Linked DNA regions of Arachis hypogaea: region 2 is linked to region 1. The links are chromatin contacts, called in public Hi-C maps. All regions are on one chromosome and are shown on one strand. The core of a region is the stretch at or near the end of the contact, and the rest is flanking DNA. Distances in the headings are between cores, read along the strand shown.

What was found. Hi-C and Micro-C count contacts between places; a contact is called where the count stands out from the background.
Region 2: a Hi-C map of an unstated tissue shows a contact between it and region 1, with 2.6 times the contacts expected there. The contact joins the promoter of LOC112797066 here to the enhancer-like site in region 1. A contact is called at or near these places in 2 of 8 Hi-C or Micro-C datasets (leaf and an unstated tissue).

Annotation. Positions count from the first base shown.
Region 1 is chr4:101,314,414-101,321,443 of arahy.Tifrunner.gnm2.J5K5, forward strand. It overlaps the pseudogene LOC112795086. Among protein-coding and RNA genes, the nearest start is that of LOC112797062, 15 kb to the left of the region's middle. Within about 2 kb of position 3,393, at least 1 of the 3 cell types and tissues checked has open chromatin away from gene starts, as enhancers often do.
Region 2 is chr4:101,412,850-101,419,879 of arahy.Tifrunner.gnm2.J5K5, forward strand. LOC112797066 reads right to left here and starts at 3,197. Exons shown (of 3, transcript XM_072234686.1): 1 at 2,719-3,197; 2 at 2,100-2,229; 3 at 1,180-1,971. The coding sequence starts at 2,198. The coding sequence ends at 1,714. It overlaps LOC112797065, which reads left to right and starts at 3,531. Exons shown (of 3, transcript XM_072234687.1): 1 at 3,531-4,851; 2 at 5,053-7,030. The coding sequence starts at 3,718.

The sequences.
Region 1 (7,030 bases), core at 2,143-4,642:
AGGACGGATATAGAATAAAGTGAACTCGATTTATCAAATCCATAAACATCTCTTATATACTAAAAATATAGAAATAATTTATGCTTACATATCATTATTATGTTAATTTGAATTATTGTATAATTAAAATATTACAACTAATATTCTTTGATCAATTAAAGTAGATTAGTATCATATCATTGGATAATTATAGTGAGTAATGAATATTTTGATTAAGATAAAGTATTATTTTAGTCTTTAATATTTTATTTAAATTTTGATTTTATTTTTATTGTTTAAAATATTTTATTTTTATCCCAAATATTTTATTTTAGTCTATTTTTGTCTTCTGCTAAAAATTTATTTTTAAAAAATATATATTTTTTCCTTAATTATTATCTTCTTCTTGCTCTTATTTTTCTACTTTTTTTTAATAATTAGTTTATCCACCGCAAGTCTAATATAGAAAGTGAGCTATAAACAATCAAAACATCCACACAAATATCAAAGATAAAAATAAAAATGAAGCTAGAATTAACACTTATGGTTAGAAAATAAATATAGATCACAAAACACAATAAAAAATAGAGTAAATACCCTTTTCGGCCCCTATCTTTTTTGAAAATTGACAAGTCACCTCCTAACCTTTAAAAAATAACAAATTGACCCTTGTCTTTTTCTTTCGGCCCCTGTCTATTTCTTTCGTTAGACACATCGATCCTTCTGTGACCAATAGACAGGGGTCGATGTGTCTAACGGAAGAAATAGACAAGGGCTGATTTGTCTAATGAAAGGGTTGATGTGTCTAACGGAAGAAAAAGAAAGGGATCGATTTTTTATTTTTTAAACGTTAGGAGACGGCTTGTCAATTTTCAAAAAGGACAGGGACCGAAAAGGGTATTTACTCTAAAAAATACACTAGACTAACATAAAAAACATGTATCGGCCTTAAGATCTTAAACATCACTAGCTTGCACTCTCCTATAATTCCAATTAAAAATTCAGACGCCTTTAAAAGATATTACATATAATAGTACACTTTCTCCAAACTCGTATTATTGCTGTTAAACATCTTGTTATTTCTGCACTTCTGAACATCCCAAATGTTTGCAAGAAAGAGTATAATTCATACATGTTTTTCCTTCCTCAAATGCATGGCAATCACTCAAAACTCAAAGCAACCTCACATTACTAGACCACACCCAGCACAAACACCAATCGAAGAAAATATATCTCACAATTTTTACAAAAATTTACCAATAAAAAACAAGTGGTGCACATTCTCTTCTTTCTCTTCACATATAACACAATAGCTTATCAAAGATGAAATAATATTACACCTTGCTAGTTTTTCTCTTGTATTTAATTTTTTCAAAACTACAAACTAAACAAATAATTACACTCTCAAAGGTACAAAGACTTTTTCATAATTTTTTAGTGAAGTTATACATATTCAGTTCACTTGTATGCTCGCTATTCATATACAAAATTTGTAAGAATGACTTAACTGAAATATTCTCTTAATATACTTTCATATCATTTTGTGAATAGTCCTTTCGTACACACCTACCCTAGCCAACAAAAAAAGGTCTTAAAGGTTCTCCTTTTACCAAGTTTTCAAAGTTCTTTTCCATTCCAAATTTCACATCTATGATAAATCATTCCAAAAGCTACAATCATTTATAGTGTCTTTCTTGTTGGTAGATAACATAAACAATCCAAGATATCTTTTCTTAAGAGCTCTCTCCTTTAACCAAACACTATACCAAAACTTTGTTCTCGTCCCATCATCCCTCTTCTAGTTACAATCCCTGTTGAAAGGTATCCACTAACTTCAAATCACGCTAACCAACCTTCATGATATTTCCCTATATTGCTCCACCTTTCATATGTGAATGTTGGGTTGCACACCAAATGACACAACTTGATTATATGAAAAATCACCTTCTGAAAAGGGGACTCCTTCTTTTGAAATCTTCACTGCTATTTAAATAATAGAACATAATTTTTCATGACAACATCACCCATTCTAAGCCCACCCAACTCCTTAGGTTTTTGAATTCTTTTTCATCTAACTATAGGCATTCTCTACTACCATCCCCTTTACCCTAAAAAGATCACGTTTGAAGAGAAATAATATTTTTTGCCATAGCCTATAGAATTTTAAACATACTCAAATAATGCAAGGACAAACTATTCAACAAAAATAAAATCAATATTAATTTTTCAACTTTAGACAAGAGTTTATCTTTTGACCCTTTGGCCTCTCATCTTCTGGCAGAGATCCCCCTTCACGGTATACAATCTCTGCTCCACCACTTCCGATGGTGGTAACATGAGCGGATTACCATTGACACAGAGCTTCTGGAGCTTGTTGAGGCAGCAATAGAGGGAGATAAGGAGGTGATTCTGTTGTAGCTGATGTCAAATTCAATGAGAGAGAAGAGGAGGCCAATAGAACAAGGAAGAGAACGAAAGAAGTTCTGGCTGATGTTGAGGGTTTCGAGGCTGACGAGGTTTTCAAGGTCATTGGGGAGGGAGGGGAGGCAGTTGAGGCGGGCGTTGAGGACCTTGAGAGAGATGAGGTGTGAAGTGGAGCGTGGAAGGAAGAGGAGTTTGTTGGAGTTCACTAGTAGCTTCTTCAACTTTCTCAGTTCCAAGCCAATGTTTTCTGGAAGTTGTATCAGTTTGTTGAAGTTGGCATTCAGTTCCTCCAATGATCTACAATCGTCAATGGTTTTGGGAAGGTATTCGATGAGGTTCTAGCGACATTAAGCTTACAAAGGCAGCCAATGAGGTTTGATAAACTTCTAAGCTGGTTTGTGTGCACATCCAACACCACTACATTCACCACATCAGTGCCAGTAACTGTCACATAAGATTTCTTTCGTCAAGTGTAATCAGGGAATACGATGGAGAGGTCGTAATAGCTCACTTTTAGAATAGACAGGGACCGGCATGAGTATATTTTTTGACGAAAATCGTCTTATCCTAATTTAAAATGGACAGAGACCAAGTTAAATATTCACTCTAAATATATAGAATAATTTGGCATGAAGATTAACATCCGATTTTTTACAGAAAAATTCTAACGATAATATGAATATAGCATTATAAAATTATTCATTTATCAAAATTTAGAATGTATTATTTTTCATAGGGTTAAAATTTTAGATTTTTAAATTTAGTTTGAAATTTCTTGAATCTCTTCCTTTCCATCTTATTTTATTTCTTTTTTTACATTGGACTAATTACTGTATCTTTTATTTGTTTTATTTTTTTTAATATATCATTGTTTCAAAAACTTATTAGTAAAATGTCACATTTTTTAAATCATTTATTTGAGTGCTACCGTTTTATCACAATGACACTTCATACTGGAAGGCGCCTCACTGCCTAGCGCCTTACACGTGAAAAACACCATTGCAGACGTGTCTTTACAAGAAAAAAATGTCTACGCATATATCCCTTTATTCCCTTCTTCCCTAATGCTTTCAAGTAGAAAAAACGGCAAACAGAAAAGCATCTCTCTCCACGTACCAACATAGAATCAAATTGTTCCCCTGATTTATGAAATCGAACACGCTCATTTCCTAGGATCAGTTGTTCTCATGGCTTATTATGAACAATCCATAGAGCAACTATTTTTCTTTTTCATATTATGCACAATCTATTTATTTTCTCACTTTCATGTTTTTTTTATAGCTTATGCACATTTCATTTTTTTTCTTAGAGTACCTGACTTTTTGTACTCCATTAATAATCACGAACAACAACATCAAACAATAATAACAACGAGAGTTATCCAAGATAATTAATAATAAAGGTAAGATTGGAAGATCATTGCTATTCTGCTTGGAAGAAATAATAAGAAAAATAACATCGATTTGACTAAAAAAAGTTATATATGGTTTTCTATGGAAAAAATGAATTGTGAATATAATAGGCTAATTGAAGAACTAACAACCATATTAAATATATCCTAAAATCAACTTAATTACTAATATACAATATGTATGCAATATATAATATATATTAAAAATAAAGTTAAGTACTAATTTGATATTTAAAAAATTTAATTGCCGACAAAAAATTTTTTTGGAAGACAAAATAATATCTAAATATTTTTTGAAAATAAGACAAAAAATAACTAATAAATATTATATTTTTTATAAGTGACGTAAACCTTTCATATTTAGCAAATAATAATCTATCCATTAAATTCAAATTTTTGTGGTAATATTTGAATGTGCTAAAAAAAATTTAGAATAATGAAATTTAATCTCTAAATTTTTCTTTTTGTTTTAAAAAAAATTGATCATTCATAATAAAAAAATTTAAAAATAAGTCATTTGACATAAAATTACAAATTTTGAGGATGAAAAAATTTTATTTTTTTAATAATATTTACAAAAAATTACATTAAAATATAATATTTGAAGTCTTTTTTTTAAATATATATTTAATATTTAATTTTTTTGTCACATTTTTTAATTTTTGAGAAGTTTATTTGTCTTTAACATTTTTTGTGGTTATTACTGCTAGCGATATAAATTTTTAGATATTATTTTAATAATTTATTTTTTTTAAATAAATTAAACTATATATATATTTATATATAAATATACTGGTGATTGATGTTTGACGTACACTTAATATTGAAAAAACCATACTAATAAAAAAACCAATCATGTAGATAAACCATAAGAGCAATTTGATTCCAACAAAGGAGTGAAATCCGATTAAGGTGGTGGAATGAGAGACATTTTCTCGTTCGATATTTTCTTACCTAAAAGCGTCTTGTATTTCAAGTTTTTAATATGAAAAGTGCTACACGTATAAATGTTTTTTCCAACATTTTTAAGAGGAAGACACTAGCATACCAAAAAAACTCTTTTATTTAGTTTGAAAAGTTGTTTTGCAAATTATATTTAGGGTTAAATATGATTTTAATTTTTAAAATAGGGACTGAAAATTTTTATCGTTTCCACTTTTTTTTTTTTACTTATAAAATCGATTATAAAATTTAACTTAATTTTAAAATCGTCATTTTTACCAAATTTTTAATTTTTATTCTAAAAATATTCTTAATTAAAAAATAAAAAAAGAAAAAAATGAGTTAAATGGGAGAAGGGATCATAAGGGGGGAGGAAGAAGAAAGGGAAAGGAATTACAAGGGGGAGGGGGGGGGGGGGGGAAGTGGTCGTCGTACTGGGTTCGTCGCCACCGTTGAGCCGCGTCGTCGTACTGGACTCGTCGTCACCGTTGCTGACCGCGAAGAGAGATAGAGGGATGCGCGAGCCGAAGGGAAGAGAGAGAGAAGGATGCGCGAGCTGAAGGGATTCGCATCCTTTATTGCCGCCGCTGCCGCCATTGTCGTCGGTCCTCGTCTCTCACCGTTCGCTGTTGTTTCTCTCTATTCGCCGCTCGTCACTGCTCCCCGCGTCCTCGCCGCTGTTTTGCTGGTCCTCCCCACTCGCCGTGCTGAATTGTGGCTTGTTCTGTAATTTCTGTTGACGTTGCTTGTAACTGCTGTGGTTGAACTAGTAAACCTTCTTCTTCTGTGTGAATTGGATTTCTTGTTTGTCTTACATAATCTAAATTTGTTGTGGAATATCTGAATTTTTTGATTAGTGATTCTGAATTTGTTGTGGAATATCTGAATGTCATGCTCTGTTGATTGGGTGAATCTCTACTTCTGATTTGGCTTGAACCTGGAATATTGATGCTGTTGAATTTGTTGATTATTGTTCAAGGTTGCACAAATTTTAGTACAAGTTGCTTGAATTTCTTTAAGTATTTTGGTCCGTTTTTTATAATTTGAATTCATGTTTTGTAAACGAGTTTGAATTTGATCCCAACTCGGATCCGAGGAATTACCATGGAAACAAGTTTATGAAAGTCACTGAGCAGGGATAAAGAAGATGAAGAAGTAGAGCAAAAGAGGAGATGACGAAATTGTGATAGGGTAAGGGTATAATTGTCCGAAGGACGATTTTAAAATCAAGTTGAATCTTAGGGACGATTTTGTATGCAAAAAAAGGTTGGGACCAAAAAATTTTCAGTCCCTACCTTAGGGACCAAAATCGTACTTAACCCTTATATTTAATATTTTAAACAATGGCTAAAGTACCAAAACTGACCATTAAAGATTATAACACCGACAATTTTGACCATAGAAAAATTAATAAAACTAACTTGTGACCATAAAAAATGGATTCCTATAGACAAATATTCAAATGCTAAAAATTTATCAAAGATTTTCAATTTGTCCTTCTAAACTAATTTAATCACTCCCAATTCTTTTTCCGAACTCTCTCTTCCCTCATCTACTCCACCGTGGTTTTTTCTTTTCACTCTCATTTATTACTTCTCAAACACGAATTAAGCTTAACTCTACACTCTCCAATTTCTCAATTTCCAATTTCAATGGCCTCCTTCAAACCCTTTAATTTTCCAAAATCCAATCCTAGTTCCGCCATGGATACCACCACCACCACCAATAGATGACGCCAATAATTTCAGCATCACCAATTCTAGTAACTCATCGCCGCACTCTCAGAAAGCTGATAACAATGACGACAACAACAATAATAATTCTTTCATCGGTAAACTGTTTTGCTCTCCTTTGCCATTGTAGCCACCACATTCAAGCTAAAATTCTTGTGTAGCCAGGATAGAAAGATCTAGCCCCGTCCTGATGACAACTAGCTCACCTACATCGGTAGGGACACTAAGATTATTATTGTAGACCGCCATGTCAAATTCTATGTCCCACTTCTAAGTTCTACCCCGTTTTTAACGCTAATGTCTGCTTAAGTACCATTGCTTGTGCTGCTCTCCACTTAGACTCGTACACTTCAGGCTCGTCTTGTTTTTTCTCCCAACACCACCACCACCAATGCACCTCTTCTCCCCATCCTTCAATTATAACCAAATTTAGTGCCAGTGGTTTGCTCTCAACTTTGTTCGAATTTTAGAATCTTTTTTTTCTCGTGTCCTACGCAAATGGCTTATCTATTTTTCGCAACATTAAATTTGTAAGTTTACT
Region 2 (7,030 bases), core at 1,947-4,446, 98 kb after region 1:
CAGCTACTTGGATGGGCAATAAAAAAAATCCACGCAACACAGAATTGTATAATGAAAAGAGAAATGGGAGTTCTCTATGAACTTTAAGTCTTTTATCGTCCTTTTAAATCAGATAAAATTATTTAATTAAATCTTAGTTAACCACATGGCTTTGTTGGAGATAAACATGTTGATAACTTAGTTTAAGTTAAGTATTAATTACGAAAAATTCTCTCATTTCCTATCAACTTCAGAGAAAAGTTACTTCATCATTCTCTGTCATTCCCTTAGACCGTGCTTCTCGAATTTTATTATTGTTACAATACCCTAACAAGTTACGAAAATATTTTTTAAATACACCCAAAATCTCAAATTTATAATTTAAAATTAGACGTTAAAAACATGGTTTCACCTCTAAATCTTAGTATTTCTTACTTTTTATTATTAGTAGGTTTTTTCATGAATTACATATTTGAATGTGTTAAAATGATTAAGATGTATCTCTATAAAAAATGTGTTAAAATGATTAAGATGTATCTCTATAAAAAATAGTTTTTCTTTTCGTTTATGACACATCAAAAGTGTTTTCTAAAAATTGTTTTTAAATTGTATTTTGTTAGTCATCTAAAGTGGCGAAACTGAAATGAAAGTTTTCAATTTTGAATCTTTAAATTAAGTTTCAAAATTATGATTTAAAATTCTAAAATTCAGCTTTGAAATTTTCAAGTGTAAATTTTATACATTTTTTTATAACAAAGAATTTAAAACTGATGCTTATTAATTGTTTGCACCAGTTGCGTAACTCAACCTAAGCTGCATGTGGTATCTTGTATGTACTCCTGCTAAATGTTAATTGAGGTACATTTGGACAAGGTAAATTTCAGGTTATAGTAATAGTAATTGAGAAGTACAGTGACCCAATAAATCTATACCAGTCTCTTGTTTGTACATGGATAAATGTTTCTGAAATTTAATAAATGAGTACTCTCATGTGCTTGCTGTACTCATGCGATGACTTCACTCTAAAATCATCTTTGGGGTTGCTTGCTGTACCCAGGTGGATTGCTTTGAGAATCAAAACTTTGGATTGTTACATAACACAGATTGATTCGGTATAATGAAATTGCACATACTTGCAAATGAACCACCCTATTCTATGGGTCAAGATGATGGTAATCACCATGGTTACCTCATATCGAATATAATAACCTCATTTAGATTAAGAAGAAAAATCTTCACACAAAATTAATTGACAGTGCGGGATTCATCTCTTTAGAAACATTTAACATATTCAGTTCAGTTTGGACATTTCTTTACCTGTTGCCAACACACACCTTCCAATTCCTTCATAGCATCTCACCCTTACCATAAATCCTTCTTTTACGTCTAAATTTAGCATACTCTTGTTCGACGGTTGTTGCTTTCATTGCCAGCATATGACACCTGCAACAGATTAAAATCATGGCTTAACATCGACTGTCTGCTGTAAACGAATTCACATGCTTAAAGAATTTTATGCTTATGACATCTCCTCCTGTGCGCAGGCAAGTACTCCAAAACTTTTCAGGCAAAAGATGATGGTTATGGTCATCCACAAAACGTGCCACAAACCACTTTCCTGTGACAATCCTTGACTTTATCCGCATCTCGGCAGGACACCCACAACGGGTGACAACCTTGTGCTCTCTTTTGTGATCCTGCTTTTCTAACCATTTCTTGTCCCGAAAACCTTTTCTATTGCACAAATACGTAATCCGCACAAATTTCTCTCTTGTTTTTTATCTTCCTACCTTGTCGAACAGCAAAACCCTTCACCCGACTGTACTCTTCATATATACGAGCAGCTTCCTTAGGATTGTTGAACTCCATTCGCAAAAAATCATCAGCCGTTATTGTCGTAACTTCAGCAGCGTCCATTACATTCTCAACACTTTGCTGTCCTCCAGCTACCTCAACGTCATCATCTTTCATTCCCATATGTTGTGCTATTTCCTGAAAACATAATTAATTCATGTATTGAGTTCACATTGCCAAACTTAAATAATGAAGCTATTTGCATATTCACATTGGATTGCCGCATTGTAAAATGCATCTTTTAACCAAACCTCCCTACCACATACCTCTTCGAAGGCAACGTCCCCCACCCTTTCACTCACTCCATCCAATACCGCCTCATCCGCAAATGCGCCTTCCATCCAGCACCCAAGAACCTCTTCCATTGCGAATCACTTTGTCTGACCTGCACACCACCTAATCTCAATGGCTCAAACCAAGCAGGTCTTGAAATTATTATTTTTAGAGATATCTCATAAATTCCAATTTCAACAAGCAATTATTTCATGCAACCTGACTGAAACAAGAACAATTCACAACCATACACCTCAAACACTATCATTAAACCAGTAATTTCAATTTCATGATCGTTCACATTAACTCAACATACTCTTAACATGCAATAATTAACCATTTTCCTGTCTCACTTGTAATCTCCCACTCAAACCCTTCCCAAATTTCAATTCCTAATGACCACGTTGCGAGCACACTCCCAACATTACTGCAGTTCGCTCATTCATACTTTCCACTGCATTAGCAGCATTACCCACCTCTCCTACAATCCAATACTCAATAAACCACCATCAATGCCTCACAATACACCATTCTCAATTGCAAGCAAACTATTAAACATGTATATACTTCATCATAAACATCATCTACATCTAATGTGTCTTTATTACTAACTTTAGTTGTAGTATTTGTCCGTCTAACTTTGTCCACTTTGGTCTCGATGCATTCAAGTGAAATTTCCTTCTTAAAATGATGGTCCACCGTATCCAACATCCCCTAATGCTGCCCGTTGCACCCTCCGTTGCCATTTCTACCGACCCTCAAACCTTCACCGTCTTCCATTTCTGACACCACTGGAAGCCCCAATTTTGCTAACTAGCGCATTCGATCCCAACACCAACTTGGTTATTGCTCTCTCCTCACTTCAATCCAGTTGAGTCTGTTACCAACTTGGCTATTGCTCTCTCCTTATTCCAATCCAGCTGACCCTGCATGTAATTTCCTAAATAAAAAACGATGATGTTATTGTAATTTGAGTGTTTGTATAACGACAAAAAAAACACTTCTACCCGTTAGTGCTAGGAATAGCGCTATTCCAAAAAGGACAATGGCACACCTGATAACTTTTCTATAACTTATTCGGTTACTCTCTATAAATGACCTGTTAAGACAAATTTCTACCTATTAGTTTATACTAGAAAGTATTTTTGTAGTCACTAGCCAGTAGCCACCAATCAATTCAATAAGACAGTAATTACTCTAATACCATGCAAATGATTTCAACCCCATTGTCCAAAATATTGAAATAATGAATGTTTAACTCCATCATCTAAAATGATATGAGAATCCACCATAACAGTAGCGGTGGAAATTCATCTAAAATTCCTAATATTCACGCCCCATTTCACAAGCTAGAACATGGAAAAATCTTCCGACAGAAAGGGACTAACATGGAAAATGTATAACACGGCATGAAATTATGAGTTTATGACATTGTTTTCTCTGTACGAGCATGGTTTACTTTGACAAATATCTCCACTTACCGAGTCTAAGTCTGTCTCTTTGATCATGCCGTGCTCAAAACATTTCTATGCTTTTGGTCATTCATTTCTCTGTCTCAAAACTTTCTGAGCCTTGAGTTGTGTTGTGTGGTGTCTCTTCAAATAGTGTGCAATGAACATTCCGTTAGTTTCATGGCTTTTCTTCATATTCTGCTACTGCTGCTGGACTCACCTTGCTGTTACTGTCACATTGGTCCATGGCCAATGTCTTGAGGATCAACAATCATTGCTGCTTCAACTAAAGAGCAGCTTCGTATTCGAGCATGAACATTCAAGCAAACTGGTGTCCTGGAATGAAACCATTGATTGCTGTCGATGGAAAGGTGTAACCTGTGATAACAAGGGGCATGTTTCTGGTCTCGACCTTAGCGAGGAATCAATCTGTGGGGGTTTTGACAATTCCAGTAGCCTTTTTAGTCTTCAGAATCTCCAAGTTTTGAATTTGGCTACCAACAACTTCCATTCTAAGATACCATCTGGATTCAGCAAGTTGAAGAACTTAACTTATCTGAATCTGTCATATGCTTTCTTTGTGGGGGAGATTCCAATGGAGATTTCTCAGTTGACAAGGCTAGTTACTCTTGATATCTCCTCATCCATTGAACTAAATATTCCAAATCTGCAGAAGCTAGTCCAAAACCTCACTAGGATCAGGTACTTGCATCTTGATTATGTTGATATAAGTGCTTCGGGACAGGAATGGTGCAATGCTTTGTTGCAACTACCTGGCCTACAAGAAATAAGCATGTCATATTGCAATCTCTTAGGCCCCCTTGATTCGGCGCTTCACAAACTTAAGAATCTCTCCACGATTCGCCTTGATGGGAACGACTTCTCATCTGTGGTGCCGGAAACCTTTGCCAATTTCAAAAGTCTATCCACTCTAAGCCTTAGTGATTGTGAATTGAGAGGGAAGTTTCCAGAGAAGATCTTTCAGATATCAGCATTATCTTTTATAGATATATCTGACAATACAAATCTGTATGGTTCTTTGCTGGAATTCGCATCAAATGATCATCTCCAGACTCTGAAGTTGAGTATGACAAAGTTGTCAGGAGCAGTACCAGGTTCTATAAGTAAGTTGAGGAAGTTGTCCATCTTAGATCTTTTTGGAAGCCAATTTAGTGGAACACTCCCCAGTTCAATGTCAAACCTCATGGAACTCACTATTTTGGATTTGGGACATAACAAGTTCACCAATTCAATTCCATCTTTTAACATGTCCAAGAAACTGACCCATATAGATGTGTCTAACAATTTCTTCAATGGAAGCCTGCCTTCTTATCTTTTTGAACTCCCATTGCTACAAACCATTGTACTTTCCAACAATAATTTTCAGAGTCACCCACTTGAGTTTTCAAATTTATCTTCTACCATGTTCTTGAGCCATCTAGGCTTAAGCAGTAACAATATACAAGGGCCAATTCCATCCTTCAATATGTTCAAGAATCTCACTCATTTAGACCTGTCTCACAATGATTTAACAGGTTCAATTACATCTGATCACTTCAAAGGCTTCATGGAGTTGAACTACATTGATTTAGGGGCCAATCGCCTCAACGGAAGCCTACCTTCTTCTCTTTTTGAACTTCCATTGCTAGAATATCTTAAACTTTACAACAACAATTTTCAAGCATTCCCACATGAATTTCCAAACTTATCTTCCACCATGTTAAAGACTCTGGATTTGAGCAATAATAGCTTACAAGGCCCCATTCCTGAGTTCATTTTTCAACTCAAGTCACTAGAAGAACTCCTGTTGTCTTCAAACAAATTAAATGTTACAATATACACAAAAATGTTTCGGAGGCTTGAAAATCTAACTACACTAGATTTTTCACACAATAGCTTGTTGATAGAAGCAAATGTTACTGACTTGGGCATAGAAGCAAATGTTACTACTGACTTGGGCATATCTTCCATCCTCAGAAAGTGGGATGTAAATTTGGCTTCCTGCAATTTGACAAGGTTCCCTAGTTTTCTGCGAAATCAGTCTAGATTATCCAATTTAGACCTCTCAGGAAATCTTATTCAAGGACCTATACCAAGGTGGATTTGGCAATTTTCCTCCCTTACTTTCTTAAACATCTCCAACAATTTGTTCACCATGTTTGAAGAGCCGATACAGAATGTTAGTGCCTCTTTGTACTTCATTGACCTTCACTCTAACCAAATCCAAGGGAACTTTCCAACATTTCTCTCAAAACAACTTTATTTTTTGGACTGCTCGATGAACAACTTCAGCTCTATCATTCCATCAGATATTAGCACTTATATGTCTTCCACATTTTTCTTGTCTTTCTCCAACAATAGTTTATCTGGGAACCTTCCTCAATCCTTGTGCAAGATGTCATATCTTCAAGCTCTTGATTTTTCCTATAATCAGTTGAAAGGGAAGATTCCAGATTGTTTAATGCGGATGGAGTATCTTAAGGTACTAAATCTGGAGCATAACAAGCTTGATGGCCACATTCCTGATGCATTTCCTCAACATTCTGCACTAAAGATTCTACATCTAAATGGAAATCTACTTAGAGGCCGAATTCCCCACTCTCTTGTGAATTGCACAACTCTTGAAGTCTTGCATCTTGGAAATAATCAGATTTATGATGTGTACCCATGCTTCTTGAGGAGGTTATCCACAATTCGTGTCGTAGTTTTGCGCGAAAACAGACTGCAGGGTCACGTTGAATGTCCCAAGATAAATGGTTCTTGGCAATCCCTCCAAATTATTGATCTGTCTTTCAATAATTTTAGTGGTTTACTTCCTGGAGAAGACTTCAAAAGTTGGGTCACAATGATGCTTGGTGTTGGTGAAAAGCAAAACCGATATGAAGTCGTAGGCTTCTTTATGAGAAACTACCAGGATTCCATGATAATTACCAACAAAGGCTTACAATTGGAGATGGTTAAAATATTAAGTGATTTCACTTCTATAGACTTCTCATTCAACAACTTTCAAGGGCCAATACCAGAAGAGCTTATGAATTTCACAAGACTTCATGTTCTTAACTTCTCACATAATTCTTTCAATGGCCAAATCCCATCCTCAATAGGGAATTTAAAGCAACTCGAGTCGTTGGACCTATCCGGTAACGAATTTGGTGGACGAATTCCCACTCAACTTGCAAGTTTAAATTTCCTTTCATACCTAAATCTTTCATACAATCAGTTATTTGGAAGAATCCCAACAGGTACACAGCTTCAGTCCTTCTCAGAAGGTTCCTTTCTAGGAAACGCAGGCTTATGTGGACCACCATTAACAAATAATTGCTCTGGCCCAATTCTGCCACCACCACCATCGAAAGTAAACTCAGATTCTGGCAGTTTTGTTGATTGGAGTATCTTGAGTGTGGAGTTGGGTTCTGTCTTTGGACTTGGCATTATTATTATGCCAATGTTGTTCTGCAAGAGATGGAGGTTTT